Linked DNA regions of Anas platyrhynchos: region 1 is linked to region 2. The links are chromatin contacts, called in public Hi-C maps. All regions are on one chromosome and are shown on one strand. Each heading gives the region's core, a stretch centred on a gene start, on an enhancer-like site or on the middle of the called end of the contact. The rest is flanking DNA. Distances are from core to core; before and after follow the strand shown.

Evidence for each region. A called contact is a pair of places that touch in the nucleus more often than the background predicts.
Region 1: a contact with region 2 is called in a Hi-C map of skeletal muscle, with 2.1 times the contacts expected there. The contact joins the promoter of LOC101804261 here to the enhancer-like site in region 2. A contact is called at or near these places in 4 of 8 Hi-C or Micro-C datasets (F1 follicle, liver, skeletal muscle and 1 more).

What each region holds. Positions count from the first base shown.
Region 1 is chrZ:44,825,317-44,829,564 of IASCAAS_PekinDuck_T2T, forward strand. LOC101804261 (fructose-1,6-bisphosphatase isozyme 2) reads right to left here and starts at 1,915. Exons shown (of 7, transcript XM_021270706.4): 1 at 1,636-1,915. The coding sequence starts at 1,808.
Region 2 is chrZ:44,765,325-44,769,720 of IASCAAS_PekinDuck_T2T, forward strand. No RefSeq gene overlaps it. Among named protein-coding and RNA genes, the nearest start is that of CTSL, 23 kb to the right of the region's middle. Within about 2 kb of position 2,882, at least 3 of the 8 cell types and tissues checked have an H3K27ac peak or open chromatin away from gene starts, as enhancers often do.

The DNA of each region.
Region 1 (4,248 bases), core at 665-3,164, 59 kb after region 2:
AGTCACCATGGTTGGAAGCTTGCCACAGGAATCTCCAAAATTTCATGGTTTCAGCAGCAGTTTGAACAGTACAGGTTATTTATTTGTGTGTTTGGATATTTTAGATATTTCTTGGTTGTTATCTTATATATATATATATATATATACATACATATATATATAGATATAATATCATATATATACATTATATATATCCTTTATATACATATACATAAATAAAAATAAATATATATATACCAAATATATAAATTTGGTAGAAAAAGATGTTTACTCCTTAAGATAATGGGTGTATTCCTTCTGAAGGGAAGATTCATGTAGCACTGAGGCAGTAGTAGAGTCTTGTAGGCAAGGTGGCTATTCCACCTCCAGTCTATTAAGCAGTAGTTCTCCCCACTTATGAAATAAATCAGAAGTTGTATCTTGAAAGACAAAAAATAAGTAAATGCAACATTTCCTCTAAAATGGGAAGAAAAAACAGCTCAGCTTTACCTCATAACTACAGAGACAAAAATACAACTTAAGAGTTAGCGCACAGGAACATGAGGCTGCTGCTAACTTTGGGTACGACTCTCTACAAATTACAGTCCACACCTGTAAAGTGAGTATGGTAGTACTGAGACACTGAATTTATGATTGGAAAAGATCATCGAGGGTTTTGACCAAATAGGCAGCAGAAGCGCAAAAAAAAAAACAGGGTGTTAAAGCATTTCAGTGTTTCCACAGGATGAAAAAAAATAATAATAATTAGAAAGGAGTAAATGACAAGTGTTGTCTTTCTTACATAGATATATTCCCTATCTTCTACAAATGCATGCATATGTACATGCACAGGAGTGTGCACAAATATACTTTAATACATAAACAACAACTGTATATTTTAAATACATAATTTTATTAGGAGTTTCCAGCTCCCTGAGCTGCTCCTAATAGATCACCATTAAAAGATCACCATTAAAAGGCTGATAGTGATTTATTTATTTATTTATTTCAATCTGGCTGTGTGAAGAACAGCACAAGTCATTCCAGGATTTGCTAAGGTAAATTTTTGCTTTCTAAACCACTACATGCCAAATTATTTTGTTTGCTTTTCATATAAGACCTTTTAAATCTCCCCATCTGTAACGCTGACACTGGTTGAGGAGGGAGGGGTAAATGTACCCATGAAGGATAGCATATGCCATTTCTTGCAGGGTTGTTGCTTCGGAGCATGACTTACACTGCAGTCAGGCAGAACATCAGCTTCCCAAGGCAAGCCAAGATCTGTTTGCACCACTCAGCACCGTGCTTGGCTGTTAGCAGAAAATATCACGGTGCATTTTCCTGCAGATTCACAGTAAATTTAAAAATACATCAGTATCAACCTTTAAGAGGTGAATGGCGCCCTGAAGTCCTGACTCGTGTTTTAGCAGTAAAATATTGCAGAACAGCAGCTTGCCTAAGCTTCTACCTAGTGCTCAATACTGGAGTGCTCCTGAGAGATCTCCACTTCCCGCTCCTGGCAACCCATGTCCTGACCTCCGCCTGCCTGCAGCCTCTTGCAATGCAGTTAAACATCCCTACCCTCTTCCCAGCCTTGCACTGCAAGCAGGAGCCTCTCCACCTCATGTCCTCCCCGTACGTCTCAGCAGGACTCACATGTGGGCAAGGCCCGCCTTTCTGACTGCCGAGGAAATGGCCTTTATGGCAGTCAGCATGGAGTTGAGCAGCTGTGTCAGCTCCCCGGTGGCTCCTTTGACTCGCCGTCCCTTTTCCATGACAAACCGCGTGAGGGTCAGCATATCTGTTTCGAAGGGGGTTTTGTCGGACATTTTTGCTGGGTACCAGTGTCCCTATGCTCTCGGCTGGGTTGGGCGCTTTCTTGCTGTGTTGAGATGCCGGGCAGCTGTTTTATTTTGAGGGGAAGCTACTGGCTGCACTGCCAGCCAGAGTTTATTAAAATGCTTCCAGGACCATGTGATGGGGTGCTCAGAATAGCTGCTCACGGACTGGCTCTGCGGCTCCTCCGGGATGCAGGAAGGGAGCCCGGGACAGGGAGCATGGCTGAGAGAGCAGAGCTGCCTCTCCGCTGCCCTGCCCACAGCTACAATTCCTGGTGCCCAGATCTATCGACACACCCTCATGGTACATTAGGCTGCTTTTAATGCAAAGCTCTTGTTTAGCCACGTGGCTAAAAACTGCTTTCCCAGAGACACTGCTCAGCAGCAGGCTCAACATCACGAAGTGTGAAAAGCAATGTACAATTTGCAGCTGCTCTGCGTCTAAAGTGAGAAGACTATTTAGCCACCTAATACAGTGGTGTGGAGGTTAATTCAACAACCACAGAAAATATTTCAGCCAGGGCCAGGCCTTGTCTACACCAAGATTTTTTGCATGATGACTTACAAAATGAGTGCACTGAGCATCTAGGCAGGCATCTATTAAAGATGCTTTATATTGCTGCTGCAAACCCATTTTAATAACTTCATTCCCAGTCTGGGCTACTTGTAATATTATACTGTTTGCATAGAAAAGTACTCGTTGAGCTATGGCTTGTTTGCTTACAAAGTAATTAAACCTTCAATAATCTACAAATGAAGCTTATTTGATTTTAGCATGTCTGTGTCATAAATGAAATTTTAAGTCAGGGTTGTTATGGTAGTGCACCATGTACAGAAAACACTGCACAGGAAACATTTGGTCTTTCAGGAGGCACATCCTTACTGTGCAGGTTATGGAGAGATGGCACAGGCTGCCCACATCAGCAGCACAGTCTTCTCCTTGGAAAGATGCAAAAGCCACCTGGAAAAGTGGCCCTGGGCAGCCTGCTCTGGGTGGCCCTGCTTGGGCAGGGGTTGGGCCAGGTGGGCTCTGGAGGTCCTTTCCAATCTCACATATCCTGTGTGTCTGTGATTGTTTGTAAGTGTAGGTATGTCTTAGTTTGCAATTATATTACAAGTAATACTGCCATAATTTCTTTACAAGCTATATCTTGTATCACATGGCACTAACATGAAGGCAAAAGAAATACCAGTGAACTAAGTACAGGTTATTAGCTGCAATATAGAAACTACAGATTTAAATTGCAGCACTACCCTCCCACTCAGAAGAGGCTATAAGAACAATCATATGTTGTAGTCTTCGTTTTACTCATTAGCAGCACTCTCTTGTTTTTAAGATAAAGATCTGGAAAGCCCACAAGTACAATAAGAAAATCTGGAGCTAAATCCAAAAAGTTGCACTGAGTTTCACCATTATCATTCATTGAACTCAAAAACTGGACTAAAATCGTGCCAGGGAGAACGAAAGCTAAATTCAGCAACAAAACATACACCAAGCTTTCTTTTTGTTAATATTAACTGCAGCTATAAGCAGAGTTCTGACATCCCTTTGCACTACTTTTTTTTTAAAGTAATTTATCATTTATCTGGATTTTCCTAAAAGTATCTCTTCCCCTATGTAAGATATGTTACTTGGAGATTTGTAAAAGGGATTTGAATGCAAAGGTTTTCTGCTTTGAAATCAGCCTCAAGCAAAACTGTCAGGGGCTGACAGCACTGAATACTAGCAAAAAGCGGAAGGACACAGTTCGGTGCTGCTCATATCCTGTGTGCTTAGCTTTGGGGATGTTTTTCAACTCTCACTGTAAGGACAAGGACTTGTGAGCAGAGTTCCCCAGGAGGACTAACAGACAGACGTTCTACTCCATCCTCAAAGGCAGAGAAAGGAAAACAAACAAACAAACACATGATAATATTTCTTTTTCTCATTCTTGTGATCTAGTTAAATGTCTATGATGCCATTCCTATCATGGTAAAATATTCCAGAGCACTTTTTGCCATGATAAGAGCATTTTCTTCTTTCAAGTGACTTTGTCCCAAACCAAAATATAACATACTTAGTGAGCTGTGGGATAGCTCATGGTAAAGCTATTAATAAAAGAAGGGAACAGGATCCACATTATACATGCAAACAGATCTGCTGGCTTAAAATACAGACATTACATTCTGTATATTATTTCATCACTGTAGTAGTTCTCAGCCTGAATAGTACTAAAACGCTTTTAATTCAAAATCTCTCTGCTGTGTAGCTAGAATGTTGTTGGGATACCCAATCAACTTAGCAAATAAGAACTGGGGGGAATAGGAGGGGGTGGATGTACTATGGTTTCTAACATTTGTCAAAAACATCACGTGCAGACCTTCTTTACTATTGATTCCAAGTGATCTTTTACACTGGTCAAAATGACAAAGTTCAGAACCACTTCTAGCA
Region 2 (4,396 bases), core at 1,632-4,131:
CTCACTCTAGAAACGGGGGCAGTGGCAGTCTTCGATGATTAAAAAGTTTATCTGTAAATATAAATTGTTTGACTGTGCCAACCACAAACACAGCTTCTGCCAGGAAAACGGGTGGGGTTGGACACTAACCATCAAAACGCTGTTCCTTGTGCTTCGTAGCTTCAGAGCAGAGCTGCTGAGACGCAAGCTGATGATGCAGAGGTTAGTGCCAATGTTCATTTTGTCAACAAAATCAATAACGAGACAAACTCAAGCTTGCAACACAATTGCTCAAGGCCAAGACACAGCTGATCTTGCAGTTCAGAAATGTTTATTACTGACGTCTGAACTCAAATTCGGAAGAAATTTTCAAAGCAGGGTGTGCAGGAAGTGAGCATTTTGGTGCAGATCATTTTTTCCAAGTAGAGTCTCTTTTCCCAGGTGTGCAGCACCATGCACACATAGGGTAGGGAAGTGTTTCATATTGCTGCTGGTCATGCTAGGAAATAGTTTTAGACCCTGTGGAGTTCTGCTGCTGACCGAACTGGTGCATTTGGAAAGCCAGGAGAGATCAATGGCTGCAAGCAAATCCCTGAGGATGGGACAAGAAGGGCATCCTTGGGTGGAGGTGGGTATAAATTATTCTTCTCGCCTTAAGAGGATGTAAACCACAGACAGCCACAGGTTTCAGGATCCTTGTGATTCAAATGATTGAGAAAGAGTTATGAAACTATGGGGATTTAGCAACTCTTCATGTCAGAGACTGACAGAGCCAGGAGGCTCAGCAAGGAGCCAGAACCCTGCTCCCTACATGGCCAGGTCTTCCCCAGAGCAGCTGTGAAGCTGTTACAGCTCCCCGTGCTGGAGCCAATGCCAGGCCCAAATCCTGTGCTGGCTGTGTTTCCCAGCCTTGGCAGAAGTTCCTTGCTGGTGCCCTGCAGCCTTTCTGCACCAAAGAAGCTGTGTTGTACCATTGCTGAAAACAGATTCCTCGATACGAACCATGTCACTGTTTCCGTGTCAGAGTCCCACATGATGTTCTGATCTCCACATCGGAGAGAGATGGACTGAGGGGGGGGGCAATCCCAGACATGAGTACAGACTGGGAGAAGAACTCACTGAGAGCAGCCCTGCAGAGAAGGACTTGGGGGTTCTGGTGGATGAAAGGCTCCACATGAGCCAGCAGTGCGTGCCTGCAGCCCAGAAGACGAACTGCATCATTGGCTGCACCAACAGAGGGGTGGGCAGCAGGTGGAGGGAGGGGATTGTGCCCCTCTGCTCTGCCCTTGGGAGGCCCCACCTGGAGTCCTGCATTCAGCTCTGGGGTCCCCAGCACAAGAATGTTGTGGGGCTGTTAGAGCAAGTCCAGAGCAGGGCTACAAAGTTGATCAGAGAGAGGGCTGGAGCACCTCTCCTTTGAAGAACGGCTGAGAGCTGGGGTTGTTCAGTCTGCAGAAAAGATGGCTCCAGGATGACCTCACTGCAGCCTTTCAATACTTAAAGCGGATATAAAAAAGATGGAGAATGACTTTTTACACGGGCAGAATGGGCAGACAATGACAGGACAAGGGGGAATGGTTTTAAACTAGAAGAGGGGAGCTTTAGTTTAGATGTGAGGAGGAAATTCTTCACTCAGAGGGTGGTGAGGCCCTGGCACAGGCTGCCCAGAGAAGCTGTGGATGCCCCATCCCTGGAGGTGCTCAAGGCCAGGCTGGATGGGGCTTTGGGCAGCCTGGGCTGGTGGGAGGTGTCCCTGCCCATGGCAGAGAGAATCAGATGATCTTTAAAGTCCTTTCTAATCCAAGCCATTCTTTGATTCAGCTTTGCAAATGAAATGGAAGAGCAATGCCCAAGCTGAACCTTCAAAAGAATTAAATAAAGCATGCTGTGTGCTGAAACCTCTCTTCAGGTCGGAGCAGTCAGAGCAGTGCATGGTCCTCTTTGAAGGTTGGTTGAATGCACTACGTACAGTACTAAAATCTATTTCTATTTGGCTTTGAACTATGCTTGTTAAAAAATAAATAAATATAGAAATAAATAAACAGGACCACAGATTCACTTATGTCTCAGTTTTCCTGTCTTGGAAAGCAAGGTAATAAAAAAATAAATTATTATTATTATTATTATTATTATTATTAATAATAATAATAATAATAATAATTATAAATAATAATAATAATTAATAATAATAATTAATAATTAATAATTAAATTAATTAAATAATTAAATTAATTAAATAATTAATAATAATAATTATTATTAATAATAATAATAATAATAATAATAATAATAATAATTAATAAATAAATAAATAAATAAAAAGGAAGAAAATAAGATTTTAGCAATTCTCAGGTACTTCTGGTTTCCAAAGTGTTTAAATGTTTATAGCAAAGACACTCAGACTTTGCATGTATGAATTCAGGTCTGCAGAAGTCAGCTGAGCTACAGACAGAAGACTGTACGGTGGCACCGTTTACCATAACCAGCTTTACTGGAACAGTGGACAAATAGCAAACGCTGACTCAAGGCTGGAAGAGTGCCTCAGCTGGACCTGGTTCAATCCTGCATTAACCAAAATGGCTTAGCACTTCTGCACCAGCAGACTGCCCTGGGTGAGGTCCAGACCCAAACCATGCATATTTAGAGATCATTCTTGAAAACGCAGCCGTGCTGCTGTGCTGGCTGGATGTGCCTGCAAAATCACCGCCCTGTGCTGAGACGGGGCACATCGGGACTGAGCTGCGGGACCTGGGACCTGTTGGCATGAACATAGGACATCCATGCAGCTAACAGGCACTCGCATCTCCAAGCAGAAAGGAAGGCTGGGAGAGGCTTCTGCTGCGTTTCTGCAGCGTTTGCATGCGTGAGTAAGGGCTGGCATGAGGCACTGACTGGCGTGTGGTGCACGGGGCTGCACTTTTCTCAGCAGAGCCCAGGAAAGCAGGGCAGGCTGTCGTGTCAGCCCGTGCTGAGGCTGTCAGAGGGCTGCGTGTGTGACCCTCTGACTCACCGTGTGCTTCCTTTCTTCGGCTGCCCCTTCCATTGCAAAATCTGCTGGTTTAGCCTGGCCACGAGGAAGGATACTTTCATCATTGCAGTCTGTGGCTTCCTAGGGGTGAGTAAGTCTCAGAAGGGCATCCCCCCTGCAGGACAGTTTACCAGCCGAAATGCACCTAGCAGAGTGGGTCAGATAAGCAAAGTGAGTGCAGGGAGAGAGGTCACCTGCTGGGACCTTTGGAATATTGACAAGTCCTGCTATCCCTAAATTTGCCTTCAAAGCCCTACAACTTGGCAGCACTGGCATATATTTTGTTTGTTTGTTTTTTCAGATTCTGACTTTTTATTGGTTGCAAATGAGGAAAAAAAAAAATTTACTCTGCAAAGTGCTGAGTGCAGTCGGCTACCACTGAGGCCAAAGCTTTCATCACTGTGGAAAACTGAGGGCACAGGTCTTGAATGTTGTGCTGAAGGCAATGTAGTCAGTGCACACGAAAGCCAGTGCCAAGCCCAGGTGAGCTCCAGGACAGAATTAGCTCCTTCATTCCCAAACCCATTGTGTGGATGATTTCATCATTCCTGGGGTAGGAAAGAGATTACTTTGGAGGTAATCCCACCTATTTGACAGCTAGGATTAGATTATTTGATTTGTTTATAAATAAGGAGTCAAAACACCACTCCCTACAACCAGAGCACTTTGGATCAAAGTTTTCCAGAGAACCCCAGGGATCACGTTGGTGGCTGGAGGACGTTGTAGCAATTAGCCTGGAGATCATGGAAGACGATGAGTCACCGTAGCCAAATTAGTACCAGATAGGATAGGCTAAATTTCCTTGGTTGCTCACAGTCAGAAGGAAATACTGCTTGCAGCTGTTAGGTCTGGCAGTCAAGTAGCAATAAGGATTGCAGAAGAAGCTTGAGGCAGTGACCTGCAGCAGCAGTCTGCTAACAGAGGCTCAGAAAGGAGCTGTGCAATGTTTAAACTCATGGATTAACACAGTCTTAATGTATGCTTCAGGAACTGAATTAAGGCCCACAGCTTAGAATTGTTGCTGTCAGGAGGAGGATTCCCAGGTCTGGCGTATGACCTTCTTATCCCAGCCTTATAACCTGGCTCAGGGGTGTTCTGCAAAGTGGTGGTTGCTGCCTTCTAAGGAAAATGAACCTCACCTGATGGCTTGGGTTTGGGCATACGGAGCAGGCGTAACAACAAATGCAAAGCCACCACGCTACCTGCCTGTTTGCCATTCGCTCCCCAGGGACCTATGCTCATTTGTGCATAGCAGAACAGGGACAGCGTTTTTCCAAGCGTGGGGAAAAGTCAAGCAGTGTTAGCAGAGGAATCATTTCCCCATCAGTGATTCAGCAATACGTAGTCCAGATTATCTTGTTTATTACCACTGTGGCTAAGACAGCTCTG